2 separate regions of the Sus scrofa genome follow, and region 1 is linked to region 2. A link is a contact called in public HiChIP or PLAC-seq data. All regions are on one chromosome and are shown on one strand. The core of a region is the stretch at or near the end of the contact, and the rest is flanking DNA. Distances in the headings are between cores, read along the strand shown. Region 1 holds the start of IFNGR2 (interferon gamma receptor 2 (interferon gamma transducer 1)). Region 2 has its middle 41 kb from the start of IFNGR2.

Region 1 (7,519 bases), core at 387-2,886, 40 kb after region 2:
TTCATAATTCCATACCCATTTCATATCAGTGTTTCGACTCAGCTCCTCCAGTCATTTTCTTTCTTTCTTTTTCCTTTTTCTTTTCTTTTCTATTTTTTTTTTTTTTTTTAAGGCCCTACCTGTGACATATGGAAGTTCCCTGCAAGTTCCTGGGCTAGGGGTGGAGTTGAGCTAGAGTTGCAGCCGAATCTTTGACAGCGGCTTGCCACAAGGCCAGATCCTTAACCCCACTGAGCGAAGCCGGGGATCCAATGCGCATCCTCACGGAGACAGACTCGGGTCCTTAACTCGCTGAGCCACCACCGGATCTCCATCCGCCAGTCATTTTCAGTGAGTCACTTTTGGAAGGATTCTGACTTATGTCCTGCTCTTTTCCCTTCACGTATATAAACTCGTCTTTGTCTTGAAAAACTCACTCAAAGCATCATTCAAACACTGCGAGAGATTCATTTGATCACGCATTTTTACAACAGTGGCCACTTTCGAAAGAGTTCTACAGTAAGGAAAGAAAATGCAAAAAGTCCCAAAGCTTGAAGATGCCAAACATTATGTTCCCAAGGAGCCCAGCAGCCACACACACCCATTTCTGCCCTCCATGGGTCCAACAACCTCTTCTTTCACTCTTGGTCTCGCCGCCCCCCCGCCCCGCAACTCCTTCCCTTTTTTGCCTGCTCTTTCCCTGCTGAGTGGGGTTAGGGCTCATTTGGGGAGAAAAGATAGACCCTTGAAAGTCTGAGGGGTCCGCGGGGGGCCGGCAGTAGATGGGAGCCAGCAGGGAGCCTGAAGTGCACCGGGGCCGGGGGCGGGGTGGGGGGGGTGGTAAGAATTCCGGGTAGTTCTGGATCTCAAATCCTTTCTGGCATCAAATGGCAAAGGGCGGCGCAGACTCAGACTCTAAGAGCTGGCCTTCCCCGCACCCCCGACATCCCCCAACTCCTGAGGTTACTTCCTCATACTCATCACAGTCTGAACTAGGGCCAAAACCCACAAACCATTATGAAATGTGGGGCTTTTTCTCTCCCCCATCTCACTGCGCCCATTATCCCCCAAAGCCCCGCCCCTTCCTTCACCCCGACCCTTTCGACCAACCAGCCCCTTAAAACCTATTTTCAAAAAGGGGTTAAAAGCTGAATATGTACTTGAGAGACTAATAAGCAAAAGTTTACACTTCAGGCAGGAATGCTCGAATGGCACAACCGCAGGAATCAGCGGGAGAAGAGGGGCCGGGGGCGGGGGATGCTCCGCTCCAGACCCACCTGCGACCTCGGGTCTCGAGGGGTCTTGCCGGCAGCATCGCAAGCCCCCGAAAGTGGCATCTGGCAGGGTTCCCTCTCCACCCCACTCCTGTGCCAGGCCCGGGCCGGCCGGCCTCGGTGGGGCCCCGGCTCCGGTGTCTGCAAAGGCTGCGCCAGGGCCGCGCGGAACCCCCCCGGGCCGTGGTTCCCGGGGGCGGCGGCGGCGGGGCTGGGGGGCCCCGGGAAAGTCCCCGCAGCGGGCGGGGCGCGGGAGCGCGGCGGCTTCTCGGCGCGGCGCGGGGCGGGGCACGGGCGCCGGGAGGGGCCGGCTCGGGCTCGGCTGCCGAGCGGGGTTCCCTGGCCGCTCGGGACACGCCACCCCCGCAGCTGCTCGGGAAGAGGCGGGCCCCGCGCGCCCAGCGCTCGCCATGGCCGCCGAGGCGGCGACGTGAGCGCCCGGGCGACCCCGTGCCGGGGCCGGGCCGCGCCCAGAGCCGCCGCCGCCGCCGCTCCTGCGGCGCCCGGAGCCCCGGGCCATGCGGCCGCTGCTCGTTCTGCTGCCGCTGGTGCTGCCACCGCTGCTGCTGTTCGGCAGATGCGGCGCCGCGGCGTCCCCGGCAGGTAAGCGGAACCCGGGCCCCCGAGGCCGCACGGAGGCGTCGTCGCATGGGTGGGAGTCCGCGGGGAGCCCGGAGCAGGTGGGGGAATCCACGGGGAGCCGATCGGTCCGGAGGAAACGGGGTGTCCTTAGCGGGTGGGGTCGGCGGGGAGCCTGGATCGGTCGAGGGCCTGCGGGGAGCCTCGATGGGTCGAGAGTCTGCTGGGCGGGGTCCGCGGGAGCCCGAATCGCGTGTCGGGTGGTGGGGGAATTCCGAGCAGTCCCCGGGGCCGGGACCTGGCGCAGCGAGAGGAGCCGTGGGACCGCCAGCGCCCTGGACATCGCTCCCAGGAAGGAAGCGCTCAAGCTGCCGCCGCACGAGTCTGAGCACACAGGGGCTCCTTCTCTCCCACCTCCGCGCCGCCGCACCCTACAACGAACGCGGCCGACCTCCGAACTTCTCAAAATAAACAGAGGCAAAGTCAAAGCCAGGGCTCGAGAAAAGGCCGCCTCTGCCGGCCACAGATTTTTCCCGATCCGCCTGAACGGAGCCCTGCCTGGCCCCGGTGGCAGGAGCTGGAAGCAGGTCCCAGGCCTGCCTGCCTTCCAGCTTCGTGCCGCGGAGCCCAGCCACCCGCAAGGGACCTCCGTCTAGGAGGTTGTGACCCTAGCTCAGTTTTAACTGCGGCCCAGTGTGTTTGATAGCGGTCAGTCCCCCCCGCCTGCTACCCGCCCCAGGGATGGGATAGATGGGGGGCAGTACTCAGGGCAGGATGCAGAAAGGTCAGGTTGCCAGTAGAGGGTCAGGTGAACCAGACTTTTCATTCCAGCTCCGTGTCCAGTTGGACAGCCCTTTACCTGAGCTCAGCCTCCTGCTCACCTCTGACCCTGACTGACGGTCCTTATGAGCCAAATAGAAAAACTAGGAAAAGAGAGAATGAAAGGAAGGAAGGGAAGGACGGAGGAAGGGAGGGCAGACAAAGATGGATGAAGAAAAACATTTTCTCTGTTCACACCTATGTTTTGCTGGGTTCTTTCTGCTGGAGAGGCTGATGGCATAAATTGGGTAACTCTTTTAAAAGTCTCAGGAATTTAGAGGTTTCCTCCCCCTTGAAATCTCAGAGTGTTTTTGGGTTGGTTTCTTCTCCAGCATCCCTCGCAAAAGCCCTTAAATACCGTAGCTCTTCCTTAAGGGGAGCCTTGCATAGGAGGATATGCGCTCGCTTGCGGGGAAATGGCTGCTTCCCCAGGGAGTTGGACAGGTGGGTTTGGATTCTGACTCTGCCCCCTCCCTGAGCCTCCCTCACATTGGTAAAACGTAGGTAATTGCCCAGGCTGGGTGATGGGCAGATGGTGGCACTTTATACTAGCGCTACTCTTGATGAGTCTATGAACTTGTTTGTGACTTGTCTGCCATGAGTCCAGAGTTTGAGAGAAGTATTTAGAAACTTTGCAGTTTGATATTGCTGCAACACCCACGGGCGGGTCCATCTTTCTAGAGATTCTCCTTTATTGTATTCTGCAAAGGTTCAGGTCTGTGCGAAATATACCCATTCTTCACCCTAGACCCTTTGCAAAGCAGCACCATTTTACAAATCTGTTTCTGTGACTCTCTGAAATTTTGCACAATAAACAATTAAAAGCTAGGGTCTATTTAAGAGAAACTCTTTGTGAGTCAAAACACAAAGTGAAAATACTAACAATGATTTGTAGTAAACAGGTGGTAGAACATTTTCCAGACACTTACATAATTTGCGGGTGTCCTTCAATAATCATGTAATTGTTTTTTGGAGTTCGCCTTGTGGCACAGTGGAAACAAATCCGACTAGGAACCATGAGGCTGCAGGTTCGATCCCTGGCCTCACTCAGTGGGTTAAGGACTTGGCGTTGCCGTGAGCTGTGGTGTAGGTCACAGACAAGGCTTGGATATGGTGTTGCAGTGGCTCTGGTATAGGCCGGCAGCTGTGGCTCCAATTGGACCCCTAGCCTGGGAACCTCCATAGGCCAAAGGTACAGCCCTAAAAAGACAAAAAAAAAAAAAAATCATGTAATTGTTTTTATGGTCAGAGGAAGAAAAAGTCTAGATACGTTTAGCCTACTTTAAAAAACATATCAAGTCTCAAACACCTGGGTCCAGGTGGATGGGAGGTGGCTGGTGGGGAAGGAAGGGGAACAGCAGGCGCTGTGGTTGTGCAGTGCAGAGGGCACACTTACCACCCACCAATGATCTCTTCTTACCAATGACAGGTGGTGAACCATTGCCCAAAAGAGCATGGAGAAGGCAGGAGAGGCGGGGCTCTGTACCCTCTGCTTAGGACAGTGAGCTTTCATCTTGGAGGAGCTAGGGTGTCATGAAAGGCCTAGGGTCCACTGTATTAGGGGGACGGTATTAGTTTCCAGTTGTTGCTATAGCAGGTGACCGCCAACTTTGTGCCTGCATACAGTACAGATTTGTATGTGTCTGCTCTCTTGGCTGTGAGTGTCTCTGCTGTAGACATCTTTGCCATGTGCATTTTCACCTCAAACATCTTCACTGCATAACTAATTAGCCATAAGGCAGTTTTGCCATAAAAGATAAAATAGCTGGTTGACAGTTTGGTTTGACAGTTTGGTTTCAAGTGGTTGCAACGTGTTCGCATTTCTTTCAATTAGTGAACTTATCAATGGCCTTATCAAGCTGACGGAGTATGATGCTTTGCCCCAAGAATTGGTTTCTTATTTCGAAACATACTTCCTTGGAAGAGAAGGAGGCTGGGGGCTTTGAAGGTGCAGAGTTGAAGCAGCGTTTCCCCTGGGACCGAATGTCTATCGATGGACACGTGACAACATGCCAGGAACACACAGCAGTGAAGAGGCTTTTGAAACGCGGCACAAAGCTTAGGTACATATACGCATCCTGCTGTTTGAAAACTAACACCCCGCTTAATGAAGGAAGAAATCTTGGTGAGAAAAAAAAGAAAAAAGCATGAGACAAATCAACAAGCAAAAAAAAAAAAAAAAGTATATAGTGTGATGAACAAAAGGCCTTGAAGACAACTGCTTCCTAAAAGCTACAGAATAAAATCAGTTATTTCTGCAGTATCGCCATAAATCTATGCACCTTTCAAATGTATTCAAACAGTTTGTATTTTGAAATAGTCTTACGTTACATTATTCATTTTTCATGTTTCATTATGTTCTTTGTCAATCTCTCTTTTCTTTTTCATTATTTTACTTTTTACACCTAAACTGCATTATAGCCAATTTGTTATTTGGCAAAAATGTTTGCAATGGAAATGCTTGTGGCAAAGAGGTCTTCAGCAAAGGAGCTTAAGGTGTAAAATACCTAAAACCAGATTTAGTATCCTAGCGCTCTGGAGGTCGGCAGTTGGGTGCAGGTTTCACGGGCCTAAAATCAAGATTGTGTAGGGATGCGTTCCTTTCTCAGGGTTCTAGGGGGAGAATTATTTCCTCACCTTTGCCAGCTTCTGGAGAAACATCTTCATGGTGACATTGGAGCCACCCAGATACTCCAGGATAATCTCCCTGTTTTTAGATCTTCTGATGAGGAAGCTAAATTTCATCTGCAAGCTGAATTCCCCTTTGCCATGTGACCTAAAATAGGACACAGACATCTTGGGTGGGGAGGGAGGCCGCTATTCTGCCTATGACAGGATTGGACAGTTAAATACACTGGTCAGCGTGGGGCTGGTCAGTTGGTGGTCGCTGAAGGCAGGGTCTCAGTAGCAGGTGCTTGCCCCCTGCAAAAGCAGCCATCCATCAGGGCACCCCGAAATAGTCACATCTTAAAATTCACACTCAGGGAGTTCCCGTGATGGCTCAGTGGGTAAAGAGCCTAGCTAGTATCCATGAGGATGCAGGTTTGATCCCTGGCTTTGCTCAGGGGGTTCAGGATCCACCGTTGCCTCAAGCTGTGGCAGAGGTCACAGGTGCAGCTCAGATCCCACCTTCAGCGGCTATGGTGTAGTCTGACAGCTGCAGCTCTGATTCCGTCCCTAGCCTGGGAACTTCCGTACACTGCGGATGCAGCCCTAAAAAGACAAAAACGAAATCATATTTAGGCAGCAGTGGTGTGGTTTGCCTTTCATTCGTGGTCCTGCATTTGCCCCTCAGTCCCTCTCTGGGAGAGAGGGTATCATTTCATTGTGGATCGTGAAACTGAGGCTCACGTGGGGTCGTAGCAGGGTTCCGTGGCCCTGGGTGGCAGGATCAGGATTCCAGCCAAAGCCCTTTGTCCAGAAATTCTCTTCTTCTCCCACTAAGCCTTGTCAATGCCGTGGACAGCAGATGCTATGGCCCTAAATACATTGACTCTTTAGAGCCAGCCAGATAAGTCCATGGTCTCAAGTTGTACCCACTCGCTGTCCCAGCCTCTGAGACCAGAGAAAAGGCAGGACTTACACACAAAGCAAGGAAGGGAAAGAGAGCCTGGGCTAAGCGTGGGTTCGAGTGGGCCGATGCAACACTGGGGACACAGAAACTGGCTGCCTGATCCCTGAAGGAGAGCAAGCTGCTGTGCTGCAGGCCACTCATTTTCCAAATCCTGAGCGCCTACTCCTCTGGCACCGGAGATGAGGCAGCCTCCAGATCTGGCAACACCCAGCCTCCCTGGAGCCTGCTGCTCTGGAGTCGGGGAGATGGTCGATGCGCGGCTGGCAAGAGGATACAGTCACGTGGTGTTCATGCTGTTCTCAGCCCAGCCCGTGAAATTAACCCACTCGCGCCTCCTGGCAACTCTTCGAAGTCTGCAGGGTTATCATTTTCATTTCCGCAAAACCAAGGCAGAAAGAGGTGAGACGCCTTGTCCAGGGTCCACGCCAAAGAGCGCCTGGCTTGGACCCCCAGGCAGTCAAGGTCCAGAATCCATGCTCCCCACCACCGGGGTGTCCACCAAGGACCCACGTGGCAGGAAAGCCCGGAGAAAAGGAAGGCAGGGATCAGGAGTCCTCTGCTCTGGGCTTTTTAGGTGGGAAACTGCTCTGAGAAGTTGGCATCTGAGCAGAGACCTGAGGGAGAAGGGGAGAGAACCGTGGCACAGGGGGAAAGAAGGTTCCAGAAAAAGAGCAGCAGCAAGGGCCAGGCGAGGTGGGAGGGTGCCCCGGCATTTCCCAGGAACAGGAGGAGGCCCCGGGAGGCCGATCAGGGACGGGCCTCCTGAGAGGCGCACAGGGCAGGGGGTGCGTGAGTGAGCAGCTTCTGTACTTTGCCGTGAAAGCCACAGTTCCACGACTCATTTTCTTCTCTGAATGTGGTGAGACAGGGGATTCCAAGAAACTCAACTACGAGAGCAAAACTGCAGGTCCTGTCCCCACACCTCTGTGGTATGAAAGCTGGGGAAAGTGGAAGGCTCATCCAGAGACTCCAGCCCTTACTGAGAAAGGCTTTCTTCTGGCGGAGGGTGTCTCCTGCTGGCTCGTCCCCAGAGATGGGGAGGGTGCCCTGTGACAGGCCGATTAAAGGTCCCCAGAGACGTCCACGTCCTCATTGCTGGAGCCTGTGACTCTGACCCCAAAAGGGATTTGCCTGGAGTTCCCATGGTGGCTCAGCGGTAATGAACCCAACTAGAATCCATGAGGATGTGGGTTCGATTCCTGGCCCCCACACAGTAGGTTAAAGATCCGGTGTTGCCCTGAGCTGTGGTGTAGTTCTCAGATCTGGCTCCGATCTGGTGTGGCTGTAGCTGTGG
Region 2 (7,414 bases), core at 3,322-5,821:
TTTTCTTTTTTAGGGCCACGCCCTCTGCATATGGATGTTCCCAGGCTAGGGATTGAATTAGAGCTGCAGCTGCTGGTCTACACCACAGCCACAGCCACAGCCACAGCAACCCCAGATCCTAGCCATTTCTGTGCCTACATCACAGCTCACAACAGTGCTGGATCCTTACCCACTGAGAGAGGCCAGGGATCAAACCCACATCCTCATGACTACTAGTCAGATTTGTTTCCACTGAGCCACAATGGGAACTCCATAGGTCATAATTTTTGTGTGTTTAGTTACTAGAGCCTAGACTCAATGAGGCAAACACCAAGTATACTTTATCCATCGATATATACCCAGATCCAACATGGTGCCTGGATACACAGCCACTCAATTCACATCTATCAATGAAAGAATAAATAAAAGAAATGATGCTTAAAATGTTTCATTATTTTCTGCAGAATAATGGCCAAGGATCCCACCTATGATATTACTCAATGATGTGCCAGCACTGATCAATGAAATTAAATTCTCCGTGAAAAAGTTTGTATTTTCAGAGCACTGCATTTAAGGCAGCCTAACAAATTAAGCAAAGTTGCAGGATATAAAATCAACACACAAAAGTCAGTTCCATTTCTATACATTAATAATGAACAACTCAAAAAGGAATTTAAGAAAACAATCCCATTTATGACAGCATCAAAAAAATAAAATGCCTAGGAATGAAATTAACCAAGGAGGTGAAAGTTTTGGATGCTAAACACTATAAAACATTGCTGAAAGAAATTAAAGAAGTGGAGTTCCTGTCATGGCTCAGCAGAAACGAATCTGACTAGCATCCATGAAGATGTAGGTCCATCCCTGGCCTCATTCAGTGGGTTAAGACATGAGCTGTGGTGTACGTTGCAAATGTGGCTCAGATCTGGCATTGCTGTGGCTGTGGTGTAGGCCAGAGGCTATAGCTCCAGTTCAACCCCTAACCTGGGAACCTCCATAAGCCACAAGTGTGGCCCTAAAAAAAAAAAAATATATATATATATATTATATATACACACACACACACACATATATATATAAGAAATATATATATATAAGAAATTAAAGAAAACATAAATAAAGGAAAAACATCCCATGTTTGTGCATTGGAAGATTTAATATGTGGTTAAATGCCCCATACTACTCAAAGCAATCTACAGAGTCCGTGCAATCCCTTTGGGATTTTTGCAGAAATAGGGGAAAAAATCCTAAAGTTCACATGGAATCTCAAAGGACCCTAAATCATGAAAACAAACTTGAAAAAAGAATAAAGACATCACACTTTCTGGTTCAAAACATGTACAAATCTGTGGTAATCAAAACAGTGTGGTATCAGCATAAAAAGAGACCAATTGGTCTATAGATCAATGAAACAGAAAAGAGAGAGCAGATGAAAACCTTTGAGAATGTGGTCAAATGATCTTTGACAAAGGTACCAAGACCACACAAGGGGGAGAAGGCAGCCCCTTCAGCAAAGAGTGTTGGGAAAATTGGGAATCCACTGCCAAAAAAATGAAATTGGACCCTTGCTTTTTACCATCTACTAACTCAAAATGTATTAAAGACCTAATCGTAAGATCTAAAACTATAAAACTCCTAGAAGAAAACATAAGAGGAAAGATTCACAATGTTGAATTCGGCAATCACAAGCAACAAAAACAAAAATGACAACTTCCGTGACATAAAACTGAAAAATGGCTGCATATCAGGAGTTCCCACTATGGTGCAGTGGGTTAAGAATCTGACTACAGAAGTTCCTGCTGTGGTGCAATGAGATCGGCAGTGTCTGTGCAGTGCCAGGATGCAGGTTCATCCCCGGCTCAGCACAGCGTTGCTGCAGCTTCAGCATGGGTTGCAACTGTGTCTGGGATCTGATCCATGGCCTAGGAATTCCATATGCCACCCCCAGCCTTGTGCAGTGGGTTAAAGGATCTGGCATTGCTGCAACTGCAGCTTGGATTCAATCATGGGTACTTGCATATGTCCCAGATGTAGCCTTAATAACAACAACAACGACAAAAACGACTTGCATATCAAAGGAGAAAATCAACAGAGTGAAAAAGAAGCCTACATAAAGAAGAAAATATTTGCAAATCAAATATCTGTTAAGGGGTTAATGTCCAGACTATATAAGGAACTCCTACAACTCAACAACTAAAACAAATAAAGTGATTTGAAAATGGACTTCTATCACAAGGGATTGGATACAGTTCCCTGTGCTATATAGCAGGACTTTTTTTTTTCTTTCAGAGATGCACCTGTGGCATTACGGAGGTTCCTGGGCTAGTAGTCAAATGACCTACACCACAGCCACGGCAATGCCAGATCCTTAACCCACTGCCAGGAGGACAAATACATTGCCTGAGTTCATAATTCTAGAGTATGAGAATGGATAATTCAGAGTTATCATCTTCATGGATCCTGGTCAGATTCGTTTCCAATGAGCTATGACAGAAACTCCAGCAGGACTTTTTTTTTTTTTTTTTTTGTCTATTTTTTTGCCATTTTCTTGGGCCGCTCCTGTGGCATATGGAGGTTCCTAGGCTAGGGGTCAAATCGGAGCTGTAGCCACCAGCCTACGCCAGAGCCACAGCAATGCGGGATCCAAGCCATCTGTAACCTACACCACAGCTCACGGCAATGCAGGATCATTAACCCACTGAGCAAGGGCAGGGATTGAACCTACAACCTCATGGTTCCTAGTCGGATTTGTTAACCACTGCGCCACGACGGGAACTCCAGCAGGACATTTTTGGAGCCACATCTCCAGCATATGGAAGGGGTCCAATCAGAGCTGCAGCCGCCAGCCCACAACACAGCCACGGCAATGCTGGATCTCGACCCTAACTGTGACTTAGACGGCAGCTTTCAGCAATGCTGGATCCTTAAACCCACTGAGTGAGGCCACCTGGCATCCTCACAGACACACTGTGTGTTAGGTTCTTAACCCACCAAGCCACATTGGGAACTCTCTTTTTTCTTTTTCTTTTCTTTTCTTTTTTTTTTTTTTTTTTTTTTGGAGTTGGTCATTCTTGAAGCTAGGTACAGTGGACAGAATTTAAACATGGTTCCCAAGATCCCCAGGACTGTATGATGGATTTTACTCCCATGGTTAGGTTATATTATCAAACACAGTTGACCTTGAGACAGGGACATTATCCTGGTTGGGTGTGACTTAATCACATGAGCCCCTTAAAGGCAGAGCATTTTCCCTGGTTCATCACAGCAGAAGGAGTCAGAAATTTGAAGCGCAAAGATTCAACACGCCATTGCTGGCTCAGAGATGAAGGGAGCTCCGAGGCAAGGAATTCAGGTAGCCTGTAGGCACTGGTTGACAGTCAGCATGGAAATAAGGTCCAGATCCTCAGGCCTACAGCTTCAAGGAACTGAATTCTTTTTTTTTTTTTTTTAGGGCTGCACCTGCAGCATATGGAGGTTCCCAGGCTAGGGGTCAAACTGGAGCTGCAGCTGCCAGCCTACACCACAGCCACAGCAATGCAGGATCCTTAACCCACTGAGGGAGGCCAGGGATCAAACCCGCATCCTCACGGATCCTAGTCGGATTTGTTAACTGTCAAGCCACAAAGGGAACTCCCACAAGGAACTGATTTCTGCCAACAACCAGAACAAGTTTTAAGGAGAGATTTTTCTCCAGAGCCTCTAGACGAGAACCTAATCCAGGAGTTCCCGTCGTGGCGCAAATCTGACTAGGAACCATGAGGTTGCAGGTTCGGTCCCTGCCCTCACTCAGTGGGTTAGCGATCCGGCGTTGCCATGAGCTGTGGTGTAGGTTGCAGATGTGGCTCAGATCCTGCGTTGCTGTGGCTCTGGTGTAGGCCAGTGGCTACAGCCCCGATTGGACCCCTAGCCTAGGAACCTCCATACGCCGCGGGAGCAGACCAAGAAATAACAAAAAGACAAAAAAAAAAAAAAAGAAAAGAACCTAATCCAGCCAACACTTTGATGTCTACCTGATGACATGCTGTGCAGGGCACCTAGCCATGCCTACATGGCGTGGTCACCAAAGTGCAGGCTTAGAGATTGGGAGCATTCATCCGATATGACCAATTACTTAGAGAGTTTAAGTATATATTTACCTGGAGCAAGAAGTGTTCATTTGATTTTATTAAAATCATAAGTATATGATGGAAAATATAGATGCATTTTAATTTTTTTTTTTTTTTTTTTTTTTTTTTTTTTTTTGGAGAGGATTCGGTCAAATGAAGCATTTGCCTTGCATATCTGTTTCCCTCAGAAGCTCTGCTGAGGTTGCACCCAAAAGCTTTCTTCTGAAACTGGCCCTGTACCAGCTGTGGCTGGTGTCTGCTTCCTGTAACTCACATTTTGATAACAGGAAGATGTGAAGTTATCAAGAAGAAATACGTGACCAGAAGCCTGGGTGTTCCTGGTTCCCTTACTGTCTGTTATTTCAGGGAAAGGAAGTTGAAAAAAAGAAGAAGGTCAAGATCAAGCCATCACTCATTCTCCAAACCTCCATTGTGACCTGTTATGGCCCCGCCCTCTACAGGTCTCTTCATGACCACGTTCAAGGGTCATCAACTCAGACTGATTACAGATGCAGAATGTATACTGCTTTTGAGTTGGCCCCTCGGTTTTAAATGCTTATTATGGAGACGTGTGAATTCCTCTGATTCTTTGTTGGCTTCTTGGCAAGTGGCCTGTTAACTTACTTCCGCAAATATAGACTGTCTTTTATTTCGAAAATTTCCCCTTGACTAAGCATGCAGTTAACGAGTTATACTTCCTCTAAGGCAGAGAAGCTTATTTTTTCAAGTATGGAACTTAGGCAAAAACTCAACTGCTATGAGAAAAATAAATTCCTGCATTCATCATTCTAGAGCTTTGGAATGGATAATTCAGAGTTATCATCAAGCACCTCTTCCTGATGTGACGCAATATTCAGTTCACAATTAGGCACCAAACCCTCTGTCGAGGTCCAGCCAACTGGATCAAATCCCAACTCTGCCACCTACCGGCCGGATGAGTTTGGGAAAACAGCTTCCCTTCTGCCTAAAGCCCAGGAAGTGCTCAGGAAGTAGGGGCAGCGATCATTAATTAAACCCCAGGTATAACATAACACATCACTCAGTAAAAAATATGTTGGTTAGGTCACACCATGTCACCTGGATGAGCTAAGATAAACACTTACTGAGCTAAGCAGTGATGAACATACAGTTTTTAGGACAATTCATGGATGCAGGATTATCTAGAAGATTCTAGAATCAGGCTTCAGACATGATACTTTAAAAAAAAAAAGTCTTGGGAGTTCCCTTGTGGCACAGTGGGTTAAGAATCTGGTGTTGTCACTGCAGCAGCTCAGGTTCAATCCCTGGCCCGGGAATCTCCACAAGCCTCGGGCACAGCCAAAAAAACAAAAGTCTTCTGCTATAAAATGAGAGATATTGATGCTGATAGGAAACCAAATCAATCTCCCCCCTACCTCCACCTCAGGCTTCCCCAACATAATAAATAGCAACTCCTTTCTTTATTTTTCAAAGCCAAAAACCTTGTGCCATCCTTGGCTCCTGTCTCACATTCTATCTCTTGGGAAATCCCACCAAAACCAGAACATCTCAAATCTGACTACGTTTATTTATTTATTTATTTTTGTCTTTTGTCTTTTCAGGGCCACACCCTCAGCATATGGAGGTTCCCAGGCTAGAGTTCTAATCGGAGTTGTAGCTGCCAGCCTACACCACAGCCACAGCAACGCCAGATCTGAGCCACGTCTGCGACCTACACCACAGCTCACGGCAACACCGGATCCTTAACCCACTGAGCAAGGCCAGGGATCGAACCCACAACCTCATGGTTCCTAGTCGGATTCATTTCTGCTGCACCACGACGACGGGGAACTCCAAATCTGACTACTTTTACCGTCTCCGTGGCTACCACCTGGTCTGAGCCACCATCCTCTCCGGGTAGATGATTTCATGGCTTCGTAAATGGTTTTCCTTCCTCTTTCAGCCCTGCCTCCTCTTCAGTCATGTTAGGTGACTGTTCAGCCTTGTGAGCCAGATCATGCTGCTCGTTGACCCAAACCCTCCCGTGGCTCCCTTCTCAAAGTGAAAGCCCACATCCTTGCAATGATCTAAGGGCACCTCACCACCCCTCTGACCTCATCTCCCCTTTGCCCCCTCCTCCTCAGCCACATTGGCCTCCCTGCGATCCTCAAGCACCCAGGCTGTTCCTGCCTCGGGCTCTCTGCACTTGCCAGTCGCTCTGCCTGGCATGCACTTCTTCCCCTGCTCATCCCCATGGCTCATATGTTCACATCAGGTTTTTACTTAAATGTTCTCTTTTCAGGGATGGCTGTTGTGCTCACTTTAACTTAAATTGCACCCCACCACCACCACACACACACACACACACACACACACACACACACACATTCTCTAATTCCCTTTCCTGATTTTTCTCTTTAGGAAAAAAAATTATCTTATATCGCTTGAATATTCTCTGTCTCCCCACCAGAATTTTTTCTTGCTTTTAATTTCCTTTTTTTGGTTGGTTTGTTTTTCTAGGGCCACACCCATCACATATGGAGGTTCCCAGGCTAGGGGTCAAATCGGAGCCGCAGCCAGCAGCCTACACCACAAATCCGAGCTGCATCTATGACCTACACCACAGCTCAAGGCAACGCTGGATCCTTAACCCACCGAGCGAGGTCAAAGATCGAACCTGCGTCCATATGGATGCTAGTCAGATTCATTTCCGCTAAGCCACGACAGAAACTCCTCTTTTAATCTCTTTTGTTCACTGTAGTATCCCTGATTTTAGCAAGTACCTGGCACACCTACACAGTGGATGCTCAATAATAATTTAATAATTTAAATGATAATTATTATTAATTATTAAATAATTATTCAATCATATAATAATTAAATTAATCAAAACAAATGATGAATGAACAGATGAATGATTTCTTCACTAAATGGCAAAGTGTTAAGAAAAGCGAACCATGGGGAGTTCCCGTCGTGGCTCAGTGATCAACGAATCCGACAAGGAACAATGAGATCTCGGGTTCCATCCATGGCCTCACTCAGTGGGTCAAGGGTATGAGCTCTGGTGTAGGTCGGAGACGCAGCTCGGATCTGGCATTGCCATGGCTGTGGTATAGGCCAGCAGCTCCAGCTGCAATTAGACCCCTAGCCTGGGAACCTCCATATGCCGTGGGTGCAGGCCTAAAAAGAAAAAATAAGAATAATAATAATAAATTTTGACTTTCTCATCCAGGTGTTATGGACTGGATATTTGTGACACTCCAGAATTCATGTGTTGAAACCCTACCCACCTCCCCACAGCCATATGAGGAGGCAGAGCTTCAGGGAGGAAATTAGGATTGGAGGAGTTCATGAGTGTTGGGCTTTCATGA

The links. HiChIP or PLAC-seq counts read pairs in DNA pulled down with a chosen protein or histone mark.
Region 1: a contact with region 2 is called in an H3K27ac HiChIP or PLAC-seq map of alveolar macrophages. The contact joins the promoter of IFNGR2 here to the enhancer-like site in region 2. A contact is called at or near these places in 1 of 5 promoter capture datasets (liver), 6 of 47 Hi-C or Micro-C datasets (alveolar macrophages, blood, liver and 1 more) and 2 of 2 datasets of contacts at active chromatin or transcription factors (alveolar macrophages and skeletal muscle).

The regions. Positions count from the first base shown.
Region 1 is chr13:197,005,667-197,013,185 of Sscrofa11.1, forward strand. It overlaps IFNGR2 (interferon gamma receptor 2 (interferon gamma transducer 1)), which reads left to right and starts at 1,637. Exons shown (of 7, transcript NM_001111258.1): 1 at 1,637-1,856. The coding sequence starts at 1,772.
Region 2 is chr13:196,963,055-196,970,468 of Sscrofa11.1, forward strand. No RefSeq gene overlaps it. Among named protein-coding and RNA genes, the nearest start is that of IFNGR2, 41 kb to the right of the region's middle. Within about 2 kb of position 4,572, at least 26 of the 83 cell types and tissues checked have an H3K27ac peak or open chromatin away from gene starts, as enhancers often do. A contact at or near this core is called in alveolar macrophages and liver, where this site is marked.